Regions from separate parts of the Ovis aries genome. Here region 2 is linked to region 1. Evidence: chromatin contacts called from public Hi-C data. All regions are on one chromosome and are shown on one strand. Each heading gives the region's core, a stretch centred on a gene start, on an enhancer-like site or on the middle of the called end of the contact. The rest is flanking DNA. Distances are from core to core; before and after follow the strand shown.

Evidence for each region. A called contact is a pair of places that touch in the nucleus more often than the background predicts.
Region 2: a Hi-C map of liver shows a contact between it and region 1, with 2.0 times the contacts expected there. The contact joins the enhancer-like site here to the promoter of PHLPP1 in region 1. A contact is called at or near these places in 3 of 16 Hi-C or Micro-C datasets (hypothalamus, liver and mixed tissues).

What each region holds. Positions count from the first base shown.
Region 1 is chr23:61,359,841-61,365,815 of ARS-UI_Ramb_v3.0, reverse strand. It overlaps PHLPP1 (PH domain and leucine rich repeat protein phosphatase 1), which reads right to left and starts at 3,225. Exons shown (of 17, transcript XM_042239364.1): 1 at 2,112-3,225. The coding sequence starts at 3,225. It overlaps LOC114110432 (a long non-coding RNA gene), which reads left to right and starts at 3,797. Exons shown (of 4, transcript XR_009598183.1): 1 at 3,797-4,121.
Region 2 is chr23:61,440,354-61,446,328 of ARS-UI_Ramb_v3.0, reverse strand. The region is part of intron 1 of PHLPP1 (PH domain and leucine rich repeat protein phosphatase 1); the gene reads right to left. Among named protein-coding and RNA genes, the nearest start is that of PHLPP1, 81 kb to the right of the region's middle. Within about 2 kb of position 2,433, at least 6 of the 54 cell types and tissues checked have an H3K27ac peak or open chromatin away from gene starts, as enhancers often do. A contact at or near this core is called in liver, where this site is marked.

The DNA of each region.
Region 1 (5,975 bases), core at 1,976-4,475:
ATAACAAAGCCCTTTTGTTCATCAACAATTACACTTCCTCGCAAAGGTTCAAGTGGACTCATGATATGGTAAATTTTGTTCTATGTCAAAAGAATACCAACAGAGATGTTTGATATATCAACTTTGGCTTAAACTCAATTTTGTAGAAAATGTGCAATTAGACATCTTGATCAGGCACCTTCCTTCTAGGACTCCTGTATACAGGCTTCATATTCAAGAACAGGCTGGATGCTGTGTGTGGCTTCCCCGTTTTACGAGTTGCCTTTACAAGCGTAGACACAGAGGGGCACATGTATTTATGCTGTGCACACTACAGCAGAGCAAGCAGGTTCAGCGTGAAGTAACAATTACTGCTTTTCATGAGGAACAGAACAAAAAGCTTCAAACGAGCACACCAGAAACTTGAGATGTAACCAGAAAGATGATCTGTTAACTTTACACCAGGATAAGTTTAAAAAACAAACAAACAAAACACCTACATATCATCCACTCAGAACATTTTGGACACACCTGAAGAGACAATCAAGGGGAATCAAAGGTTTAAATGCCACGACTAGGACACCTAAAACCCCACGGACATTCATCATGGTCAGCAAGTCAACCACGAGGAAAATGAGGCATGCAGAGCTCTTTCCATGCAAAATATGTGCAATATGTTCAAAATATGCTCAACACAGCCCTTGCTTCTTTACACACACACACACACACACACACACAGGCATTTACCATTCTCATGTTAACAAAACATTCACTCCAAGCATGATTACCATTTAACGCTTTCATAAAATAACAGTATTTTATAAATTACACGAGCCACAAGAGAGGAGAAGAATTTAGTTGTTGCTCCTACATTAAAAAAAAAAAGTCACCTATTTTCTAGGCCATAATCTTTTTAAAGACTTGTCATCAGGTTGGGGCATTATCTTCAGGTACTGCAAAAGCTATTGTATTACGATATGGTTTTCTTTATGAGGCCAAAATCCATCAGAAACCCACCTGAATTATAGAAAAACCTCAATTAAACATAAAGGAACATCTCACCAGGAATGCTACCAGTCTTGCATATCTCAATGGAGGGTGAAGAGCTCCTCATTCACAGCGACTAAACTGCTGCTAGAACCCAGGTGTGGACCAAGAGCATGAAGCTGGAGGGAATGGCTGCAGATGACGCGATTACAAGCGGGACTCTCTCCACCACCACCTGCAGCCTCAGTGCAGAAGTAGTCTACTACTTTAGTGAATTGGGGGAAGATGTAACTCCCGATTTAACTATTACACTAACCTTGTTTTAAATAAAATTCCTTACCACTAAAACATAATTCTTCAAACCAGCAGAGGAAAAGGACATAAAGAACTTATTAAGCTCAAATATACAGCCATAATTTAGCACCAGCTAAAAGAGAAACACTAGTCCCCCGTGGTCAAGAACTTGATCTAATGTATCAATTCTATCCCAATGAAAAGATTTAAGATCTTTAATCTAGAAATGAAAATAAGGATGCGGAGGATTTTAGATCGCACTCAGTGAGAGGCGGCAATCAAAAGTACTACTGTGACCGCTATGTATCCCTATTGGAAGTCACATAGTCAGTTCTGACTATAAAGGTTAGAGGGGAGAAACTGAGAGAAAGAAATAGGCAAAACCACTTCTGATGCAAGAAGTACACTTGCAGAGGAGACTGAAACAAAGCCAAGAAGCGCTGAAGAAAAGCATCACTAAAGAGGATCGTGGCTGCCGGGTTCCACCGAGGACTAAGTGGGCAAAGGACAGGACGGGGAGCAGGAGCAGGGCACCGGCCGACCCGGACTGAGCTCCGGGCGGGCGCCGCCGGCCGCGCAAGGCCGGACGCAGGCCGGGTGCTCCGGGTTTCCCGCGGTCCTTTCCCTCCGCTAGTTTCACGGCACGTGAAGTTGCCCTGAAGCCCCAAGCCCCGCAGCCCGAAGGCGGCACTGTCACTGCAGGGCCCCTCTCAGGAACATGTGCGCCCGCGGCCCCGCCGCCTGCCCCGCACCCGCGGCGGGAACCGCTCGGCTGGGTCCCACCGGTCTTCCGCGCGAGCGGCGAAGGGCTAACAGAGCCCCGAGGGCGCGCGTGCAGGTGACCGCCTTACCTGCATAGAAGCGGATGAGGCAGCCAACCTCCGAGTCCAGGCCCTCCTCCTGCACCCTCCACAGCGCCCCGAAGCCCAGCTGGAAGAGGTAGTCGTTCTGGATCTGCAGCGGCTTCTCGTCCGCCTCCAGGCGCCGCGCGGTCTCCCCGTGCAGCTGCACATACAGGGTGGGCGGCGGGGGCGCCTTCTCCGCGGCCGCCGCGTCCCCGCCCGGGCTCTCCTCCGCCGGCCGGTCGCGGGCGGCGCCGCCCGAGCCCTCGACGCCCCTCGGGGCCGTCGGCGGAGGTGGGGAGGCGGCCGGGGAGAGCGGCCGGGAGCCCGACGAGCGGCCGCGCAGGCGGGGCTGGCCCGGGTCAGCCTCGAGCTCCTCGGACGACGATGAACAGTAGGGATCCGGCGGGCGCGACGCGCCCTCGGCGCCCGGGCTCGGCCCGGGGCTCTCGGGCTCGGGGGTCCGGCCCGCGCCGTCCGGGGCCCGCGGGGAGCCCGGGCTGCAGCCCGCGGGCGCGGGGCCGGCGCGGGAGGCGCGGCGCGGCGGCGGCCCCCCGACGGCGGGCAGCGCGGCCTTCCCGGGCGGCGGCCCCGCGGGGGCCCGGCCCGGCACCTTCAGCACGCCGCCGGCCCTGGGGCCCGCCTGCAGCAGGCGGGAGGCCACCTCGCCGGCCGTGGTGTCCAGCGTGCAGAGCACCGGGCGCAGGCGGCTGGCGGCCGGGTGACGGTCGAGGACGTGCACGCAGCCGCGCTGGAGCTGGTGCCGCACCCAGTCCCGGTCCGACGGCTGCAGCGGCAGCATCTGCCGGGGTCGCGGGAGCAGCGCCCGGCGGTCCAGGCTCCGCGAGCACGGCGGCGCCGCGGCCGGGCCGGGGGCGGGGAGGCCGGCGGGGCGCGGGGCGGCGGCGGCGGACGCGTTCCTCTTCAGCCGGCCTCTCCTCAGCAGCAGCGAGCTGGCGCCGGGCCCCGGGGCGGCCCCGCCGGCGGCGGGCAGGGGCGCCGGGCCGCGCCGCCGCCTGCGAGCCGCGCCTCCCGCCCGGCCCGGCGCCGCGGTCAGCGCGGGCCCGGGGCCGCCCGCCGCGGCCCGGCCCTCCGCGCGGGTCTCCGCGGCCGCGGGCTCCATGGCGGCGGGGCTCGGCGCGGCCCCGGCTCGGGGGGCAGCGGTCGCACAGCGAGCGGGGGGCGGCGGCGCCGCCAGTGGCGTTCGCGCGGCCGTTTCGGGCGATTATGTGGCGGTTCGGAGCGCTCCGTCGGCGTCTCGGTGTTCCATCCCGCGCGCCCGCCCGGCCGCCACCGCCCCCCGCCCGCCCCTCGCCTCGCGCAGTCGAGCCAGCCGCGGAGCCGGCCTCATTGAATATTAATCGCGCGCCGGGAGCGCCGGGCGGGAGGCCGGCGGGCGGCGCGCCTCATGAATATGCATCACCCGCGTGACGGCGACCCCGCGGGCGGGCGCGCGGGGCGGAGCCTCGGGGTAAACAAGCGGGACGGCGTCGGGGGGCGGGGCCGCGCCGCCAGGCGCGGGGCCTTCCTGCGCGGGCCCGAGAGGGGAGGGGCCGAGAGACGGGCGGTGCGCGATGCCACCTGGGAGCTGTAGTTCCAGGCCGCGGTCAGGCGTCCCCGAGGGGGACCGTGGCGAACTACAAGTCCCAGAGATCCTCCAGCACCGCCCCGCCGTGCGGCCCGCCGCGGGCCCCGGACTGTGGGTCTGGTGCCCTCTGATGGAGTCGATGCTCAGCGGCGTTCGGTTCATGAACTTGTAGTTACCCGCCCATTCCTGCTCCCCGAGGCTTTCGTTTTCCCCGCTGGTTGAGACAGGGCTCGAACAGACTCCAGGCGGCACGAAGGTCCGGGCGCTCGGTCTTCCCCTCACCACCTACGAGCTCGCCCGGAGGCAGTCGTGCGGCCCCGGCCCGGCCCTCCGCGGGTCCTGTGTGAGGAGAACGGCCGAGGACGGGCCCTCTCCCTGCTCAGCTTGAGGTCCGAAAGGACTGAGGACACGGAAGGCGATGGGAAGCAGAGGTAACGCTGGAACGGAGGCGTGGGACAGAAGAAACGGGCCCTGCGCTCTCTTTTAACGTCTTCCCTTGGTTTTTCCTTCAGTATTCAGAAAAAATTACATTCTGCGACCGCAGTGTTAGTCGTGGCGTAGAGTTGTACTTTCTTGTCGATTGAAACAATATTGTAGGCTGGATTAGAGAGGTTACTGTTTAAAAGAATTTGGTAAACCTTTTTAATTGAATTACCATTCCTCCGTATTGTTTCATAAATCTGGATTTTTACATATAAGACTTGTGCAGCTGCAAACAATCCCGGGCCTGCTTAACATCAATAAAGTTACTTAACCTGGGGGTGAATTGGGGGTAGGGAGTTTAAGGAAAGAGGAAGGAGAGAGAAACAGGGAAGAAAAAAGAAAGAAACTGGAACTTGTGGCTGAAATAATAGAAACTAATAAGGGCAGAGAAAGGTGTACGTGGGTTATCTACACAGTTTTACTGAAAAGTAGAAGTTACAGGACAAAAAATATTATCTTGATTCTTGAAATTCCTGTAGATGACTTTTTATATTTTTCTTTTGAATTATTATCTCTTGGCCTCATGAAACATGTTTATTCCATTTCAATTCAATCAACAGCTCAGAATTACTTCTGTAAAATTAGAGAGAATGCAAATTTTTCCAAGAGACATAAGATACAATTAATTTAACAAACAGTTATAAACATACCACGCAGTCTGTTACAGCAGTGGAATAAATCAGACACTCCCCTTGCCTTTACAGAGTTTATAGATTAGAGACAGAGAGGCTCAGCAGGTGAGAGGGGTGTGGACGAGGGGAAACACCGGGTGTCAAATGAGACTGAGTTAAACTTTAAAAGCACGTTCAATTTCAGTACTAAAACATGGACTATTTACATTTCTGTATATTTTTTAGTTCCTTCATGGATTCCTATAAGCCTCTTTAATTTTTTGTATATTAAGAAATATACATTAAGTCTCATATATCTGCTTTCTAGAGTTATGTTTATGTAGCTAAGGTGATAAACTCAAGGGGACTTTGTTCCAGTCAGAGACACTGTCGGCCCTGGCCCAGGCTCCATGTGCGCCCTCTCGGGCTACAGTGCTGCCCTTATTCAGCCCTGGACCCTGTGCAGTTTCACAGTCAGCATCACTCTGCCTTTCTGTCCTTTAGGAACTGTGTTTACCCCTTGAAGGTATATGTAACCAAAAACCTCCCCTGGAAAAAATGAAAGAAAAAGCATTGGCCAGAGAATTTAGTATGCAGAGCACTGGAGCAGGGAGAGAGGTTGGAGAGTCTTCTTACCTGCCTGCCAGATGTGGTGTGAAGACGGTCAGGTATCTCAGGGTGGAGAAAAAGGAAGTCCAGTCCAGCCTCAAAAACAGTGGGTCCTTTTTGTTCTTTTGATGGAGGGAGGGAGAACGAAGGATATAATTTTTATGTAGAGAAACTATTTCAGGCATAGTGTGTATAATCTACAAGAGATCATATCCCATTGTATCCGAAGGCATAAAAATCAGAGGGGAGAGCAGAAGGGCAAGGGTCCACAGTGTGACCCATCCCTGGTTCTAGGGGTCCTCAACCGCCCGGGTCTGATGCCTGATGATCTGAGGTGGAGCTGATTAATAATAACATTAGAAATAAAGTGCCCAGTAAATGTAATACCCTTGAATCATCCCGAATCTACCCCCCTACCCCCGCCCTAGTTCATGAAGAAACTGTCTTCCACGAAACCCATTCCTGGTGCCAAAAAAGTTGGGGACTGCTGCCTGGTTCCACTTCCAAACCTTCAATAAAGTGACTGAACGTGGCGGGTGAGAGGCGAGAGAGAGAAAGAAATAGGAGTTCATAAAGCATAGA
Region 2 (5,975 bases), core at 1,184-3,683, 81 kb before region 1:
AACAGCAACAAAGGAATCAACTGACCGATAATAGGAAGCGTAATAGACTTGCTCACCAGTCCCACTCCTGCAAGCATTCTTTTGCCTTATGTGCAAAAATGAGGACAGCAAGAGAAAAGAAAACTATGAACAATAAGTACTAGGGAGAAGAATCTCCTTTCCTTATGAATCTACCAATGTATTCTTTTCAGAATCACGATGTATCAGTCTAGAAGAATTGAATTAGAAAGGAATCAGGTAACAGAAATCACTGGTTTTCGTGAGAGGCTACCAAAAATTTTATTTACCAATTCTCCACCTGACTATACACACATACCCAAATGATGACCTCAAAGTTGGAGGATATTTCTTGTGTCCAATAAAAATATGAATACATGACCTCTGAGGAGAAAGATAGTATCTAAAACTCTTGAGCTTGAGTTGTTGCATTGTTCTCCATAAACAAAGAGAAGTAGATGTTCATGCAGAGAAACCAGTCTGTCTGCAGTTTCGTATACTACACCAATTTCGGATACTACACCAATTTCGGATACTACATCAGAAACAAAACAATCATTTTCAATTAAGAGCATTTTAAGTCATTTAAAAGTATTGGTGGAAGTGACTGAATTAGATAAAACAGTTTGAAATAGTTTATTCCTTCTGATTTGAAACTTAAAACAATATGGATCCAAGCTATCCATACAGATGAAGGGGAAAAAAAGAACTGACCTTTCTTTATCTTACACCATAAGTAAGGTAAACATTGGGCTTCCCAGGTGGTGTTAGTGGTGAAGAACCAGCCTGCCAAGTCAGGCGATTTAAGAGAAGCAGGTTCAGTCCCTGGGTCGGGAAGATCCCCGAAAAGACGGCATGGCAACCCACTCCAGTATTCTTGCCTGGAGAATCCCATGGACAGAGGAGCCTGGAGGGCTACAGTCCAGAGGGCTGCAAAGAGTCGGACACGACTGAAGCGACTTAGCACAGCCCATACACACGGGCATAAAGACAAGCCCTGGAGAGGGGGTGCTGCGGGGCCCTGCTGCTCCGGGCCAACGCCCAGCTCTGTCCCCAGGGGCTCCGCCACTCCTGGCAGGCTCCTGAACAGCTCCCGGCTGCAGACACTCCGCTGCTCTTCTCCATCTCGGTGCTTGTTAGCGCAGCCCCCAGGACAACGCTGCACGTAGTATGAACGCAAAGCAACCCAATCAGGTAATGAGAACACGTAACCTCTCTGGGTTCAGTTTCCGTAGCTGTGAAATGAAAATTACATCAAATCAGATCGTTATGAGAGTGAAAGAAGACACGTGTAACGTCTTTACAACCTCAGGCATCACAGAATGCATTCTGCAAAGTGAGCTTCTTATTTGACAGTAAGTATATATAGAGACCTTTGTCGACAAATGTCCATATAGTCAAAGCTATGGTTTTTCCAGTAGTCATGTATGGATTTGAGAGGCTGAGCACCAAAGAAGTGATGCTTTCGAACTGTGGTGTTGGAGAAGACTTTTGAGAGGCCCTTGGACTGCAAGGAGATCCAACCAGTCCATCCTCAAGGAGATCAGCCCTGAAAATTCACTAGAAGGACTGATGCTGGCTGACGCTCCAGTGCTCTGGCCACCTGATGCGAAGAACCGACTCACTGGAAAAGACCTTAATTCTGGGAAAGATTAAGGGCAGGAGAAGAAGGGGACAGAGGATGAGATAGTTGGATGGCATCACTGACTCAATGGACATGAGTCTGAGCAAACTCCAGGAGATGGTGAAGGACAGGGAAGCTGGCATGCTGCAGTCAATGGGGTTGCATTGTTTAAAAAATCTTGAGTATCTGAGGATTTAACTGAAACAAATAGGTGAAGATCAAAGTTAACTACTGTCCAATAAGATCACATATCTGTACCTTACTTGGTCAACATTCACGGAACACCCACTCATACACAGAATTCTAAGAAACAGCAATTTGGGCTTAGACTGCCAAAGAAACAGAAAACAGAAATCTCTCTTCCCAAGCAATTAACAATCCAGATGACAAGATGCAATCCACAAACAAGACAGGAACCAACAGTTTTCTGAAATAACTGCAAACTCTTCACAAGTTCATTTCTATCTTCCAGCAGATGGCTGACCAAAACAGAGCTTTCTTGATGTTTTTAACAAATTTTCACAATGAATAATCACGTCAAATGCTTTCTCTTCTCTCTGCCTACGGATAGAGTCTCTGCCACGTTCTATCTACATGCACCTGACTGTGCTCCAGGAAAAGAGCTGTACTCTTTTCTGTTCTGATAACCTTCAACTCTTCCCTATTTCAAACGTTCAAATACTTCCATCTATGAAGTTCAGCCAAGTTCACAAACTATCTGGCAAAACAGCAAAATACAAAGAGAGCTGGGACCTTGGCAGGGAAAGAGGCGAAGGTTAAGCTATGTCTGAATGGTTCCTTCCTTTCCTCTACTGGGTTCAAAGTCGTCTTTTAACGATTAATTCATCGAGGAAACACCATAGCACAGTGGTTCAAGCTGCGGATTCTGGCGCCAGAGAGCCGAGGCGTGGGCCCAACACTGCCCCTCACTCCACTATGTCTCAGTGCCCTGCCTATAAGAGCCGAGGCGTGAGCCCAACACTGCCCCTCACTCCACTATGTCTCAGTGCCCTGCCTATAAGAGCCGAGGCGTGAGCCCCGACACTGCCCCTCACTCCACTATGTCTCAGTGCCCTGCCTATAAGAGCCGAGGCGTGGGCCCTGACATTGCCCCTCACTCCACTATGTCTCAGTGCCCTGCCTATAAGAGCCGAGGCGTGAGCCCCAACATTGCCCCTCACGCCACTATGTCTCAGTGCCCTGCCTATAAGAGCCGAGGCGTGAGCCCCGACACTGCCCCTCACTCCACTATGTCTCAGTGCCTTGCCTATGAAGGGGGACCCTCCTCACTGGTTTGCTGTGAAGGCTAAAGAGGCTGATCCATCCATAAAGCCCAGTGACTGACTCTGCATTTACCGTTGTTAATAGTCTCTGAATATTACCTTAAGTTTATAAGCTTGGAATTTACTTTTAACAATTTACTTCAACAAAATCCATTATGATCAACAATTTTAGGTGTGTCCAGAAACTAATCACAGTATATAATCTGCTTTACAAACTGTGGCTTCACATAGGAAATGAGTAAGATGGTTTATATGGCTGGTTCTAAGTATGGGACGCTCCGTAACTTTTCAGAGAGAGGTAAGAAGGAAGAGTTTCAGTGTCACACAACAAGAAATTAACGTACCCTGAGTAAAAAGACGACACAGTGTCACTGTACTTCCAGAAAACATTACTTCAAGAACTACGTACAGGACAGTTTATAAACCAGTAGAAGACTGAAAGAAGTCTGAGAGCCAAAGAATTGACGCTTTTGAACTGTGGTGCTGGAGAAGACTCTTCAGAGTCCCTTGGACTGCAAGGAGATCCAACCAGTCCATCCTACAAGGAAATCAGTCCTGAATATTCATTGAAAGGACTGATGCTGACGCTCTAACACTCCGATGCAAACAGCCAACTCACTGGAAAAGACCCTGATGCTGGGAAAGATTGAGGGCAGAAGGAGAAGGGGACGACAGAGGATGAGATGGTGGGATGGGATCACTGACTCAACGGACATGAGTCTGAGCCAGCTCTGGGAGACGGTGAAGGTCAGGGAAGCCTGCCATGCTACAGTCTATGGGGTCACAAAGAGCAGAGCACAAGCCAGCAGCTGAACAACGGCGGAGGCTGGGGGCAGAGACATCTGCAGAGCGGGCAGCTGCTAGCAATCCAAGCAGCAGTTGCCGGCATTCAGACCCCATGGTGAGCCCGGAAAGGAAGGGGAGATGGGCCGCACTGGAAACTCCGGTGGAAACAAACGCCATCCTTTCTGGAGGACGGGATGGACGATGAGCTTACATTGATTTCAGGGGATCACAGGGTTCACCTGAAAGGGTTCCTGCAGAGCAAGGGTCTGCAAACTACTGCCCAGGGGCCAAGTCCAGCCTGTGGCTTGTTTTCATATGGCTGGTAAGCTAAGAATTACTTAGATTTTTAAAGTAAAATTTTAAAGGGTTGTAAACAAACAATAACAAAACAGGAATATGCAACAGATGAGATTTATGGGATCTGCAAAGCTTAAATACTTCCTACCCAGCTCTCTACAGAAAAGACTCTGCCAACTCTGCCCGTAAAGCACTATTAAGGCATATTCCAAAATAAGCTGGAACAGATGGATAATTCCGAGGTTAGAGGCTACACAGAGTTAAGTCCATGATTTCCATTTCTTCCTACTCTCTCCTCTGCTGCCTCAAGAGTTTTGCTTTCTAGTCCGTTTACTTAAATAATCCTGAACACGATTATGAAAGTAAAACGGTAATACTCACTAAAAACACCCCCCAACTCTGCAAACCTCAGGCCTTCAGAGTCCACTCTGAACATCTACGTAACAAGGACCAGTTCTGAGCCCTTCATCCTTTTTTGTCATCAACAATAAATACATATAAAATCCAAGCGATTCATGTTTAAAAGAGCTAGTACTTGAAGCTGTGAAATGTAGATTAAAATGGTAACAAACTACCCACAAAAATAAATCCTTGTGGAATGAAAAGTCATTGTTTTCCAAGCTCCAAAATCAAACTAGTATATTGAGTTACCAAAAGTTCTAGGCAAGGACTTCAAACTTTCTCCTCACCTCAAAACACACACACACACAAAGCACTCCAAATATATATGAAATATATATGAGCGTGATGTGTCTATATGACATTTCTACTTGTTCTTAAAGAAGGCTGATCACAATCTTGGAGAGAGCCACTCATGCCCAGAATTAAAATGCTGATCTTAAATTTCTTAAAGAAAACTTACCTTTCAGGAAAGCAAATTAGTTATGGGGAAAAGTCACTATACGTGTGGATAACAACCAATGAGACCCATCCGTATCAGTAAACCAAACTGAGGTCTGAAGGCTGACTGGACACATTGGAAACCAGCACCCAAACCACAGTCTGAGGGCCCTCCAGCTGGCCCGCGGCAGGCCAGGGACTAGCGCACGGTGCCCGAGCGGAGCGCAGGCTCTGGGGTCCGAGGGCCGGGGCTGTGTGCTGGTTCACTCTTTCGGTGTGGGCTGGGACAAGCTGCTACACCAAGCCTCAGTCTGTTCATTCAAAAAACAGGCTGAACTGCTGTCTACATCGGGTGCCCGTCGTGCGCGGCACAGCGCCCGACACTGAAGCTCTCAACCGCTGCGACTGGGGTCAGCGTGTGCAGGGCTCCGCGTGCAGCAGGCGCGGCCCCGCCGGGCGCCCGGGAGAGCTGAGTGGCCGGCTCTGCGCGGGGACGCCCAGTGCGAGGAGCCGCGGAGCAACGGTGACTGGCAGCTGGAGTGAGACGGCTCAAACGGGCAGGCGGGCGGACAGGAGGGTCAATCAGCAGTGAGTGGCAAGACCCAGCTTTGAGCCTTTACGCGGAGGACAAGGAACGAAACGGAGGGCAGGGCCTCAGTCTCCCAGCAACTGAAGAGCTGCCGGGGGGCCTGGGAAGGCGCTCAGGGAGGGAGGCGTCTGAGGGAGAAAGGGGCCCCCAGCGCAAGGCAAGGGCTCAGCTTCCACCCGAAAAAGGGAACACGGGCCCGGCTGGGGCCCGGCAGCCACGCTGCCTTGATCTTGGTCATGCTGATCCGGAAACACCACGTGGAGCTGAAACCACTGTGAGGCTCTCCCAGAAGGGAGGCTGTTAAGAACCGCGGCCGCAGACCAGCAAGGTCCAGGCCGGGAACTCTGCGGATGCACAGCAATCTCCCCTTCCCCGGGACACAGGTCTCTCTGGAAAGGACCGACCCCAAGCTTTACCCCTATGTCCGGCCCCTGTCATTCCGTGAACAAGCTCCCTCCGGAAGCACCCGCCCGCCCCAGGGCATCCTGACCTCTGTGACCTTCCCATTCTTCAGTTTCCTTCTGCCTCCCCAGACTCTTTTTGATCTCTCTGAATGGGA